Regions from separate parts of the Mus musculus genome. Here region 2 is linked to region 1. Evidence: chromatin contacts called from public Hi-C data. All regions are on one chromosome and are shown on one strand. Each heading gives the region's core, a stretch centred on a gene start, on an enhancer-like site or on the middle of the called end of the contact. The rest is flanking DNA. Distances are from core to core; before and after follow the strand shown.

The links. A called contact is a pair of places that touch in the nucleus more often than the background predicts.
Region 2: a Hi-C map of uterus shows a contact between it and region 1, with 2.0 times the contacts expected there. The contact joins two enhancer-like sites. A contact is called at or near these places in 1 of 15 datasets of contacts at CTCF or cohesin (the G1E-ER4 cell line), 2 of 484 Hi-C or Micro-C datasets (nephron progenitors and uterus), 4 of 115 datasets of contacts at active chromatin or transcription factors (CD8 T cells, memory CD8 T cells, microglia and 1 more) and 2 of 9 other capture datasets (adipose tissue and embryonic stem cells).

The regions. Positions count from the first base shown.
Region 1 is chr3:84,693,456-84,700,155 of GRCm38.p6, forward strand. The region is part of intron 6 of Tmem154 (transmembrane protein 154); the gene reads left to right. Among named protein-coding and RNA genes, the nearest start is that of Tmem154, 31 kb to the left of the region's middle. Within about 2 kb of position 2,681, at least 106 of the 459 cell types and tissues checked have an H3K27ac peak or open chromatin away from gene starts, as enhancers often do. A contact at or near this core is called in uterus, where this site is marked.
Region 2 is chr3:84,771,011-84,777,710 of GRCm38.p6, forward strand. All of the region lies in intron 2 of Gm40079 (a long non-coding RNA gene), which reads left to right. Among named protein-coding and RNA genes, the nearest start is that of Gm40079, 29 kb to the left of the region's middle. Within about 2 kb of position 3,506, at least 29 of the 459 cell types and tissues checked have an H3K27ac peak or open chromatin away from gene starts, as enhancers often do. A contact at or near this core is called in uterus, where this site is marked.

The DNA.
Region 1 (6,700 bases), core at 1,431-3,930:
TATTCTAGAATCCTGACATATTAGCTAATAGTTCACCACACTGCATCTCTCTGTGTCACGGACTGACACGGTCCTACCCAGGGCAGCCTCAGCTCTGACCCTTAAGCCCACTCTTAGCAATTACGGCCATGTTACCTCTTGGGGGTTTGTATATGTTACAGTTCATTATGAATTTGAAAAATATTCTATCTTACTTAAATGAGATTCCAGATAATAACAAGAAGGCAAAAGAAAGAAAAAGAATGCCCTGGTTATAGGACAAAGGACATTATGGAGAAATCTTTTCCACATATCTTAACCTTTCCCTCCTAATGAGACAGTGCATAGGTCAATACAGGTCATCTGCAAACTGTGTTTACATTATGACTTGTATGTCAGTACTTTTATATCCTTGATTCCCACTCTGAAATTACTGCCATCCCTGTGGAAAACGACCCTGACGGGTTACAAAGATTAAAAGATTAAAAATCTTTTTTCTTAAATATAGAGAGGTTGGTTCTTGAACTAAGCCGCCTGTGAGACAAAAAGGCCATATCTGTTTGGAGCTCTATGTGAACTTGTCATTTTGCAAGTGAATATCCGAATTCCTCTGTGGGCCTGGAACCATCTGGCTTTGACGGGATGCCTGCCAGGGCTTCATCCCGCTCTCTGGAAGCTGTGCTGGAGTCCTGGGCCACCCAGTCTCAGCTCTTGACCCATCTCTCTAGTGACTTCCACAGACGTATGGTAGCGAAAGTAGAATGAATTCACAGGGAACGCTCCTGTGTTCTTTACCTCTCACATACACAGCCCATCATCAGGGCCTCCCCATGAGTGGGACGTTTGTTACAATCACCTGATAGGTCAGCATCAAGCAACCTTCCTCTGTGGCATCAGCCCCTGAGACGCCCCCCACACCCCATATGTGTACACAATGCTCCAGAAGGCAGGGATGTGACTAAGGAGTGAGTTGAATGAGTGCTGCACTCGCCTGCCCTCCTGATAAGGAGGAACCATTTGTAGCATCAGCATCCCGTACTTCTGGGCTTCTGGGGACTGGCAGCTCCACCATCCCTCCCTTCAGAGCTTCCCCTGGAATCCATCCCAGCCCCTGATTTTCACTTTCCAGTTCTCACTTTCCTATCCTTTTCTGCCTGACTCCTGTTCTCCCCCTCGGCTCCTCCCTCCCGCCTCCCTCCTTCCTTCTCTCTATTCCCTCCCTCCCTCCCTCCCTCTCCTATTTCCCTCACCTCTGCTTCTTTCTTTAACTCTGGATCATACTATGTAGCCCAGGCTGGCCTTGAACTCATAATCTTCTTGAGTATTGGGACAATAGCAGCATTGACACAGATTGACACTTTAATGTATATGATAATATATATTATTTATTAATCACATAATAACACAATTTTATTTACATTTATTTAAATTAGCACAATTTAATATTTATAACTGATCATAAATTAATTGGTATTATATAATTATATATAATAATTGATAAAGTGATTACTAAATTATATTAATTAATATAAGATTGTAATATAATACACTATATATTAATATATCAAATTATGATATAATATATAACATGTCATATATAATATAGTATGATATGTAATGTGTGACATGTGACATGTAACATGTAACATATAATCTATATTTAGGGTATATTAATTGCACAAAATTTACCTCAGAGTAGACATTTTTCTTGAAATGTACATGCTCAGCCCCCAAATAGGATGTTAGTAAGGACCAGGTCTGTACAAACTACTACAAGCCCTTTGCAGTGAGGTTGTCATGTTTACGAAACAATGACAGGAAAGGACAAGAAAAGAGTTTAGGGGAGAAGAGTTCCATATTCTTATTTTCCACCTTAGTGGCCTTTCTCTGCAATCCCCTGTTCTGTGACTTGTGGTGCACAAAAGCTGCTATAGTGGACTCAGCACAGGACAAGCAGAGGTAGCCCAGAGCTGAACAGATCCATTCGGTGGGCTTATAATCAACTGTTCCAAGTCTCTAGACAATGAAGTCCTTTGTCAAACCCCACCCACACGGCACCTCCCAAATGCACTAGATAGCATACAGTCCAGACATCGTCCACCTGGCCCAGGCTAGCCTGCTGCTTCCTTTCTCCTGACTCATGTCTAGTCAGACACTCAGAGCTTCTGTCTGCACCGTGGACCACATGAGCACAGACAGGGAGGCACAGACGTAGCCACGCTCCCGTTTGCTGCTGCTCATCACCATCCAGAGGTGGAGAGTTTACACTGTGTGACCGTGCAGAGAAAGGTCGAGGCATTAAAGTGTCAGTGACTGCCCCCAGTGTTCCCTATCTAGTCCCCACCACCCCAAACAAGAGTGAACTAGATTTGCAGTACCACAAGGGATAGAACGTAATAGTTTGTGTTCTCCAGCCAGAAGGACACTGTTAAAGACTGTGTGTGTGTGTGTGTGTGTGTGTGTGTCCCAGAGTGTGTCTCCACAGCAGGCATGATCTCTGTATCTTGGGCCGATTCCGAGCCTCATTTCTCTAACTCCACCCAGGCCAGGCCTCTGTCGGGAAGAAGGGACTTTGTATAGATGAGAAAGAAAGCTTGATCTAATTGTTATGTGATGTCGTGCCAAATCCAACTCCACACTCTCTGAAACTGAGTCAGAGTGTCGTGACCCCAGAAGGGTTGAGTGGTGGCATACCGCCATGTTCAGAGATGGCTGCATTAGCTGTGGCCATAACTCAGGATTGTTGCAAGATAGATGGGGTCGGGAGGACAGGGTGACTGTCCAGTCTGGACAAACAGTCACTGCCATGAGGTTGAGGGATTTGAGCTGAATCTGTCCCCATTCTGCTGGCAGTGAGCCCGTTGGGTGCTTTCTTGAGGAAAATACAGCCGTGCTTTGTTTAGTTTTACAGTTTGTCCTCCTGTTCCTGTATATGCTTGTGGAAAGGTGTTCCATGTTCTTCCCGTGTTTATATAACACTCCTAGACAAATTACTCTTTAATGTCACTGTCAGAAATAAGTTGCTAAGACTGCACGTGCGCACATCGAGGCAAGCGGGAAGGTTGAAAGCGGAGCTGCCTGCGTGTTTGTTGTGGCTCCGTGGCAGTGCGCCAAGGTATTTTAACAGGGAACTCCAGGATTTGCTAGAGTTAAAAATGCATGGCTTATTTGATCATTTTCCAGAGATGATGAATAGCCAGAGACAGCTAACTAAATAAAGCAATGAGCCTGTGACGGAGAACGCCCTGGCTTACTGTGCTGGGACTCGGGGGAGGAGGCCGCTGACTCACCGCAGGTCTTGTGGATGGATAGATACCACTCCACACAAAACTCCGGAGAGGCAGCTGCTCTCTGGGAACTGCTCGATAGCCCATCAAAGCAGAAGCAGTTTGTGACATGCTGGGACCAAGTCACGTGGCTATGGCATTCCAGAGATCACGCTTTTAGGGAACTGAAGTAAACAATGCAGCTAAACAAAAGGCGTCTCCCTAGAAATGTGAGCTGTGCTTCTGAAGACGATTTCTTAAAGCCTTTACATCTCTGAGACAATGCTGTAGGTAACTCACAAACATTTGTCAGAGCTCAGGCTGCCTAGTACAAATCACCAAGAGGCATGCATGCATGCATGCGGGTGCCAGGCCTGTAGCATGGGGTTTTACCTGTCTTTTTCTCTGTGTTTTCATTTGAGTGTGTGGTGCTGGGGACTGAGGCCAGAGCCTCTCTCACCCCAGCCCCTCATTCATTCTTTTACAACAACCCTATCAGCTTAGAATTGTTAGGTGTGCTTTGCAGATGACATCAGATGAGGATATTAAAGCTAGGAAAGGTTACCTTGCCCCTTGTCATAAAACAAAGACATAACGGCCCCGATTCAGGCTTCGGGCAGATCGTATGTGCTTCTGATGTTAAGAATCTACTTGTTTGTGGATCCCAACCTTGTAACTATCATAAAAGCCCCTATAAATTAGCAACTGCCCAGTGCTAGCACCCACAACAACAAGATGCAAGGCACAATCATTTGAAAGGTCCAAGTGTTTATTTACTGGACCTGAGGAGAAGGTACAGCCTGTCAAAGTGCTTGCCTTTGAGCATGGGAACCTGAGTTCAGATCCTAGCACATAGCACAGAAAAGCTGGGTGTGATCCTACGCTTGACTTTAACCCTAGCACTGTCCCAAGCCAGAGCCAGAGACGTGTTATGTGTTCTGCTAGCGCACAGCCTAGCTCCAAGCTCAGGGAGAGACACTGTCTCAGGAGAGCAAGACCGAGAGTGAGGAAAGAGCAGGACGCTTGACACCCTCTTCCAGCTTACACATTCAAAACACCAACACACATGCACATGCATAAACACACATGCACATAAATGCATGCACGCACACGCACACATACGCACAAAGCTACCTTCTAATTAATTAATTAGTTGATGCTAGGGATTGAACTCTGAGACTCTCGCATACTAAGCACATGTTTGACCAGTGAGATAATCCTGGTAAATGTAAAAGATTTAAAGGAATGGAAACGGTAGTGTGCATGCGGCTAAGTCAAAGACAAGACTGTGAAGTTATCATTTCAAATTCACCCCCATCACTTCCAAGTCCCAATGATCGGATGATCGTTCCTCTTGGAAAAGTTTCTGTACAGGCAGCCTGGATGACCTAAGCCGAGAGAGCATCTGTGACCTGAGGCAGGGGCAAGGAGGCTTAGAGGGAGCACATTAGAGATTTGACATTGCACCACTGCAACCATGTAAGAACTGTTAATGAGAGGTGGGCGTGAGAGCTAGAACCTGTCATCAGCACTCGGGAGGTTGAAGCAGGAGGATCACTCTAAGTTACAGGGAGACCCTGCTTGAAAAGGAAGCAAAACAAGATAAAATCCTGGTGTGTGGGCTACACACCTACTATCCTAACACTTGAGAGGCAAATGTAGGAGGATCACACAAATTCAAGGGCAGCCTGGTCTACAGAGTAAGTTCTAGAGCAGCCTGGGCTACTGCTGTGCAACACTATCATTAGGATGTGTGAACAGCATTTACCTCTTCCAGACAGAGAACCGATGACAGGTGAAAGTGAGCGTACCCCAAAAGTCCAGCCTGGTGAACCCAAGGGTTTTATTCAGGTTATCTTAAGGAGCAGAAATGACTGAAAGCAACTGCATCACCAAAGCCCAGCCCTGCATGGGGACAGCTCACAAAGCTGGGAACCTAGAGCTCACCGCACAGCTGCAGGCAGCACGGGTTGGAGAGTGTCCCTTGTGGGAAGTGTGGGGTGGTGGTCTGAGGGCTTTTCAATGCCCTTCTACTGGTACTTGCCTGAGGAAGGAGAGGCCTAGTGACTCTGGTCTGTTTTGGGAACTTCCTGAAGGCTTTGTTAATTTCCTTTCTTGAAGGAAAGTGTCCTTGTAGGATGGAATGCTTCACCTCCCCTTAGAGCAATCTGCTGGCTCCCCTCCCCCTTTAAAGTCTTGGACCTCAACTGCCTTTTCTCTAAGATGGGAGGATTTAATCTCAGAAGGAACTGCTACACTCTTACACGCGTTCGCGACCGGCCAGGAAAGACTCAGCAAACCAGAATCTTCTGCGGCAAAACTTTATTGCTTACATCTTCAGGAGCAAGAGTGCAAGAGAGCAAGAGCTCTATTGCTTACATCTTTAGGAGCCAGAGCGCAAGAGCGCAAGCAAGAGAGAGCCAGAGCAAGAGTGCAAGAGAGCGAATGGCGAAACCCCGTCCCTTTTTAAGGAGAATTATTCTCCGCCTAGGACGTATTACTCCCTGATTGGCTGCAGCTCATCGGCCGAGTTGTCGTCACGGGGAAGGCAGGGCACATGGGGTGGAAAACTACCCTTGGCACATGCGCAGATTATTTGTTTACCACTTAGAACACAGGATTTCAGCGCCATCTTGCAACGGCGAATGTGAGGGCGGCTCCCCACACTACACAACAGCCACAGAGTGAGTCCCTGTCTCAAAAACAAAACAAAACAAAAATAAAATCAAAGAATAAAACAACAACAAAAACAACAAAAAAATAGAACAAAAAAGGAAAACCAGAGAAGTGTTTTGTAGTATGAACTAAAATTACTCTTATGACCTAAGCCAATAAAAAGATAATTGACCCATTTTAAATATGAACAAAGTTTATCAGTAGTCAACTTAGCAAAAGAAGAATTTGAAATTACCAATTAATATTTGGGGGGAAAGGATTTTCTTCTTAGCAATGGAACAGCAAATGAAAGCTTGGGGAAAGTAAATACTAGCATTGTTACCTAGAAGAAGGACCATTTAACAATGGGCCTGAAAGCTTGAAAACTGCATATCCTTGGTCTGAAATTCCTCTTGTAGAGACTTATGCAAAGAGACTGATTGGAACTGTTGATAAAAGTTAAAAATTAGGAGTAGCCTGAAGAAATAATTATGAGAACTATTGATTAGGTTTCATTGTTGTTTTGTGGGCCCCCCCTCTCTCCCTTTTCTTTCCTTCTCCCTCCCTCCCTCCCTCCCTCCCTCCCTCCCTCCCTCTTTCCTTCCCTCCCTCCCTCCCTATCTCTCTTTCTCTCTCCCTCCCCTCCTTCTTTCTTCAGGACTGCAATTGAGTGTAGAGCATCAGTACCTACAGGCAAGCACCCTAGTACTTACATCCCTGAGCCTCGGTTTTTTAATATCTAATGGGTTAACAGATTACTATATAGCTACTAAAGTGGAGGGAGGAGAGATGGAGAAGGT
Region 2 (6,700 bases), core at 2,256-4,755, 78 kb after region 1:
TAACGTGCCTGCGCTGCATAGCAAGACTGCAAGACTAAAAGTAAAGAGATCAAGACAGAGGGAGGGGAGAAAAAGAGAGGGGGAAAGAAGGAAGGAATGAACGAAAGAAGAATGAACAATGTAAGACATTTCTTTGTTTGCCAGATGTGGCTGTTCTCATTAATCCTGTCCGAAGGAGCAGAGGCAGGAGGATTTCTGTGAGTTCAAGGCTACACTGATTTATACAGTGAGCTCTAGGACAGCCTGGGCTAGAGAGTGAGACCCTGTCTCATACAAACGACTACAGAACCCCTACTTCTTGAATTTTTGTTAAACAGAGAGTTTGTGATTACACTTTCAGATGGAATTTCTGACTGGCTCTTCCCTCCTTTTTTAAGTGGCAGAATTCTTAATGGGAATGTGGGCCTGATTCCTTCTTAAGAGTGCCGGGCACTCTTAAGCCGGGCAGTGGTGGTGCATGCCTTTAATCCTAGCACTTGGGAGGCAGAGGCAGGAAGATTTCTGAGTTCGAGGCCAGCCTAGTCTACAAAGTGAGTTCCAGGACAGCCAGGGTTACACAGACCAAACATCTCTATATCGTGCTACTGGGTGGTGGGGACTTGCTTAGAGCAAGTTAGGTCTTCCTCCTCCTCCTCCTCCTCCTCCTCTTCCTCCTCTTCCTCCTCCCCTCCTTCTGTCAGCATCCTGGTTGAAGGAGGTGAACAGTCTACTCAACCATTGGCCTTATTCTTATTCTTGGTCCCATGCCACCAGAGGCCCAAAGCAACACAGTCATGTGACCACTGACTGAATTTTTTTTAAAACCGTGAACCAAGTAAACTTTTCTTTTTAAAAGTTGATTGCCTTGCTAGGCATTGATGGCTCATGCCTTCATCCCAGCATTAAGGAGGCAGAAGCAGGCAGATCTCTTGTGAGTTTGAAGCCAGTCTGGTCTACAGAGCGAGTTCCAGGACAGCCAGAGCTACATAATGAGACTCTGTCTCAAAACAAAACAAAGCAAAACAACAAGAAAAAAAATGTTGATTACCTCAGGCATTTTGTCACAATGACTGTGACTAATATAGGGAGGAAAAGGGAAGGAGGGTGTCGTCACCTCTATTGAAGCTAAGAGCTGGGGGTGGGGTGTGGAGGAGGACAGTGACAGAGGCTCCTGGTCGGCAGAGATAGACAGATAAGCTATGGGGGAGATGAGGGCTGCCTCAGCAGTTCAGGATGCCAGCACTGGTCCTGGACTGGAGTGCTTATCTGCAGGGCAGAGCCTCACCCTGGGATCTGAGAATGTGCCATCAAACTGTTCAGGCAGATGGCAGAGCTCCAGGGCAACCTCATATTTCCTTGAAATGACCTACCCTGTAGTTAGCACTTCAGCCTGAGCCTCTGACCTCCCTTTAAAAGTCTGAGCTTCCAGAAGCTTCCTCGCCTTTTTTATGTTTCACGTCGAAGAAGACAAGTTGTCCCTATGTTACTCGGGTTGCGTGGAACGTGGGATCTTCCTGCTTCAGCCTGCTAAATGCAGAAATTGCCTGCATGTGCCACCAACCACATCCAGCCGAAACCTCCCCGCCTCCAACCCCTAGCCTAAAGGCTTCTTCAATCCCTGTGAAGAAAGCGAGTACTTCTTTAAAAGCCTTACATTAAACTTTATGTAGGAAAAAAAATGAACGCCTAGACACCAAGCGGGCATGGGTAGCGTTCTTAAATGCTCATCGCAGACCAGCTGTGAACCTTGGGCTAGCTAGCAACTGCTAGTTTCTAAATATGAAAATGGAGAAAGTTATGGGTTATTTTGGATTGTTGTGAGAATTACATAAAATAAAGTTCATAAACTCCAAGGCTGGATGGACCCTCAGTTAATGAAACCAACATGTGTGTTACAGTCTTTCTCATAGCAGCTCCAGAGAAACCGAATTAGAACCCACAACTCCTTTAGACCCAGTGCTAGTGGCTAGCATAGGAACACTTGGAGCACAGGCATGGAGTTTATACCTCAAGATAAGAAATTAAAAAACAAAAAAAACTTTTTAGGAAAATAGTGAAAGAAGTTGTTGCTTAGAGAGCAGTACAATCCTGTCGACATCAAGCTAGCTACATAGCTGGCTTTCGTTCCTGCGTGGCTACCACTGTGAGAGCTCTATCAGCACTTTCTCTTCCGTGCTGGCTCCTCTGTGGAGGCTGAAGGAGTTTTTGGAGGAATGGCTAACAGTCCTATAAGTGTCTCCGACTTGGGGAGTATTTAGTCTGATTTGAGCTTTTAGTTTGTTTTGTTTTGTTATGTTTTGTTTTGTTTTGTTTTGTTTTATTGAAGTGCTGGGGATTGAACCCAGAGATTCGTGAATACAGAGCGAAGCATGACACACCGTGCCACTTCACCAGCCGTAGTCTGTTTTCTGTTACTAACAAAAATGTCCTTATTTTATTATCTGTTTATCACTTGCTTGATACATTGCTCTGTGTTGATTATTCTTAAAAAACAAACAATCCAATGTACAGTAATATTCAGAAACAGCATAGGCCTAATAAGCTAGTAAAAGAAATCTTTAAATGGGCTGGGGATGTGGCTCAGTGGGTAAAGTTGAGTACGGAGCATGTGTGAAGCCCGTGGCTGGGGAAGTGGCTCAGTGGGTAAAGTGAGTACAGAGCATGCGTGAAGCCTGTGGCTGGAGCTGGGACTCAGTGGGTAGAGTGAGTACGGAGCATGCGTGAAGCCCGTATCTTATTCCCAGTACCACCTTGACCATATGGTGGTGTATGCCTGTCAGCCCAGCACTGGGGAGCTAGAAGCAGGAGGATCAAAACATCAAGTTCATCCTCATTAAAGAGCAAGTTTGAGTCCAGCCTAAGCAACATGAGGGCCCAATCAATAAATTAATTAACCAACTAAAGCAACTGTCCGTGTGCCACCTAAAACCGTCTTGTGTACCACCAGTGTCATAGCGAGGTGACCCACATGGACCCATACACTGATTCTGTGAGCCCCTCATTTTGTAGGTGGACATCACTGAGCACCAGGCAAGTGGAATTACTGGCCACAGAGTTCCCAATCCCATTAAAAAAAAAAAAAAAAAAAACTGTGGTGTTAAGTAATTTTGTAATTAGAACCATGTAGGCTGGGTGTATAGCTTAGCGTGCACAGGGGGCCCTTTGGTGCAATCGCAGCAAAACAAACAGAGCCTCTAGGTTTTTGAGTTGTACCAACTTTCCAGTTTTCCTTATGCCCCACAAGATTTGAGAGAATGAGCCACATAAGGGTTGGCCTTTATGACAAAGAGAACATGACCTGTTACATAGATTCTGAAAGTCCGTGGAGTTGGGCCAGAAGACAAAGGGCTGGTTCTGGTCATTTGTTTCAATTTTAATAACCGCAGGAACACAACCCAAAGTGGAAACACATTTACCTTTCTGTTTGTCCTGTTTCTTGAGTTTGTCAGGCTGGCCCGATTAAGGCCAACAGCACTGGCCTCCTCCTGACCCCGGAATGCCTTGTGTATTGAAACCTGAGTGTTAGTTCCTGTTTGTACTATTGTACCTTGTTAGAGAAGGCGTTTCTATTCTCCAGAGAGGGAACAATAAGCTACTGTATGTTTGCTCTCTAGAGTTCATTTCTTCATGTTTTCATTAGTTTTATTCATAAGATTCTATTAGAGTCGATTGTTAAACAGCTGGAAACGTCCCCAACAAAGGACAAAAAGGTTCTTCAATAAAACAAGAACAGCCCATCCCCTGCCCAGACTTGAAGGACCATAAATTAGTGTAATAAACTACAGAGTATAAGTAAGAAGCTTTTCTTCTTAGTCTTCTAGGGACCTGGAGCTTGGGACTCTGTGTCTGAAACTAGGTCAGCAACCTAGTTTAAAAAAAAAAATCTTACTAAACACGAGTTGGAGTTTGCTGCTTTGAGAAATTATAGTTCTGTCTAGTTAAATTTTAACCCCACATGCTCATTTTGCTGGATTCAGGTTATCTTGCACAACTTAGAACAAAAGAATTTTTTTTGTAAAGTTGTTAATCATAGCCTCTATTAAAATATTCCCCTTTAACATTTTCTGGAGATCATGGTAAAAAGAGCACTTTCCGGTTTGTCCTGCAGATTTCATCTGATACGGGTCTACTGGGGCATCATGTTTCTTTAATCCTCTGACACCTTAAGAACCTTTCCCTTTCAAGGTTGAATCCAAGAAGGTACCTGACTGTAAGTCCACTTTGCTCCCTTACTACTGAGAACACATGAGGCCCAAAGGACAAAACTTCAGAATGTGCCTGGCCACGTGATCTGAAGCCAAGGACACAAAAGCAACCTCATTGCTTAATATTTATTAAGAATTAAGTTTTCAGAGGGAGCGAGCGAGTCACCAACAAAGACAGAAGCACAATCAGACCTCCATCACAGCAGAGACTTGGCCCATACGTTGGAACAAGCCTTAGTCTTTGTGTGAATTGTACAGTTTTAAATAAAGCACCACGGAGCTAGTCATTCTGGAGGAGGAGAAAAGAGTCTTTTGGAAAAACTTTGGATGTATTGAAAACACATGCCAAACCCTTCCCTGGGTTTTGCAAAGGGTTCAGGCTGTGGCGTGTATGAGCTTTGCACTGTTTTTAAATCCTAGTTTATAAGTCTGAAAACAGGTTAAGGAGGTAGGAACAGGAATTTTGGGGAAAATAATTGTTTTCCAGTACAGTGGGTAGCAGGCAGCTGGTGGTCATCCACCTGGCCCCACCCACCCCTTCAGGATGTTTGCCCAGTTACTCCCCTAACACAGCTAGCAGCGTTGGCTCATCTTTGAATTCTTTAAACAAGCAGCCAGCCATCTCTCCAAGGCACTGGACAAGTATTCCCAGAACAGGAATAAGTCCGTCTATTACCAGTGAATACCTCATTTGTTCCATAAGCATCAAGACAATTTCCTAACTGTTTATTCGCTGCTGGCTCTCAGAAACTGAAAACTCACAGACCAATAGCCATCCCTTTCGTAACCCTTAAATTAGGTCTGAAACAATAGAAGGCAGGAGAAGTTTTCTCTCCTCCTGTAGACGTGTGGAGGAACTTTTTAAGCAAATCTGTGGAACCCTCCAGGGAATGTCACACCTGCCTGGGCAGCACCCCCAGACACTGGCACCTGAGGAATTCTTATTTGCCATGGACAAGAACACGCCTTTCAGGCTAATGCATCTCTCTGTGCTTACATTTAAAACCAAGACAGAAAGAAGAGACTGCTGATTTAGAAACAAGAGCCTTGTTCTGCCTGGGCCTCTGTGAATTACACAATTTTAAATAAAGCAATATGGGACATTACAATAGAACCAAGACAGGACAGTTTTCTGGCAACATAAATGCATTAGAACCACATGTTAAATGTTTTCCTGTGTGAATGGGACCAGACCTCTCCTCTGTCCTCTGGTCCCCTGGGCTGTTTCTCAGGTACTCCTTGGATCTGTTGACATGCTTGACCCCCATCTGGTCCCCCTCCTCCACACCTCTCATCCCCACCTGACTGTGTTTGCATTTTCAGGAGTCTGAGTTCTCATGCAGGGCAGGTTTGCCTGCTCAGAGGCCATGCTCTGGCATTTCTTCGATGCTGGTTGACTATCACTGACTTTCCTGTTGCTGGAATCTCACTTCCTTTCCTTCAGGGGTCTGGCTCATACACCCATACGGGTCTGGATGGCGCCAGATGGGATGTGGTTGGCGTTGATTCTTTTTGCTTTTCCCTTTAGTTACTGAAATCTCGTACCAGACTTCTGCCCAACTTTTGAATTCATGGATTAAGAAATCCAAAGGTAGATATAAATTCAAGTATGTTGGCAATATCTGTAATTTCAGAATTCTGGAGGTTGAGGCAGGAGGACACCGAGTTCAAGGCCAGCCTGGACCATGGTTAAACTCTTTTTAACCATGTCTCAAAAACAAAACAAACCATTCTGGATCTGATTAAAGAAAAACAAAACAACAAAATGAAACAATGCAATATTGTGAAAAATGTGAACTGTTTAGATAATCAATATTATTGACAGTTGTCACTTACTTAGAGGAGTTAGTGGTTCGTGCTGATGGCTATTCTTTGCTTTATATTCAGGAAGGAATTCTTTGGCTCCTTACTGCAAGGGGATAAACTAGGAAGAATGTGGCAGAGGAAAACATTCAGAAGTGTTGGAAAGGGGGAATGATAAGAATGGCAAACAGGCGTAGAGTATTTATTTATAAGAACATGTGAATGTGTAACTTCATAACTCCCTTTACAAATGTAATGCTGGCGCTGGAGACAAGGCTCAGTGGTTACGAGCACTTGCTGCTCTTCCAGAAGACATGGGTTTGATTCCCCTTGCCTACCTACACAGAGGCTCACAACCATCTGTAACTGCAGTTCCAGGGGAACTGCACCCTCACCATCCATTGATGAGTTCAACACCCTCACCATCCATTGGTACCAGGCTCACGCATGGTACACTCACATTGAAGCAGGAAAAATGCTTATACACATAAAATAAAAATAGTAAATACATCTTTTTTTAAAAAAAAAAAAAACTAAAACAACCACCACCACCACCACCACAGAATGAGGTCCTGGGACTGGTGAGATGGCTCAGTGGTTTAGACTATTTCCTGCTCTTGCAGAGGCCTGAGTTCAGTTGCCATCCCCATGTCAGATAGCTCACAACTGCCTGTAAGTTCAGCTCTGGGAGATCCAGTACCCTCTTCTAGTCT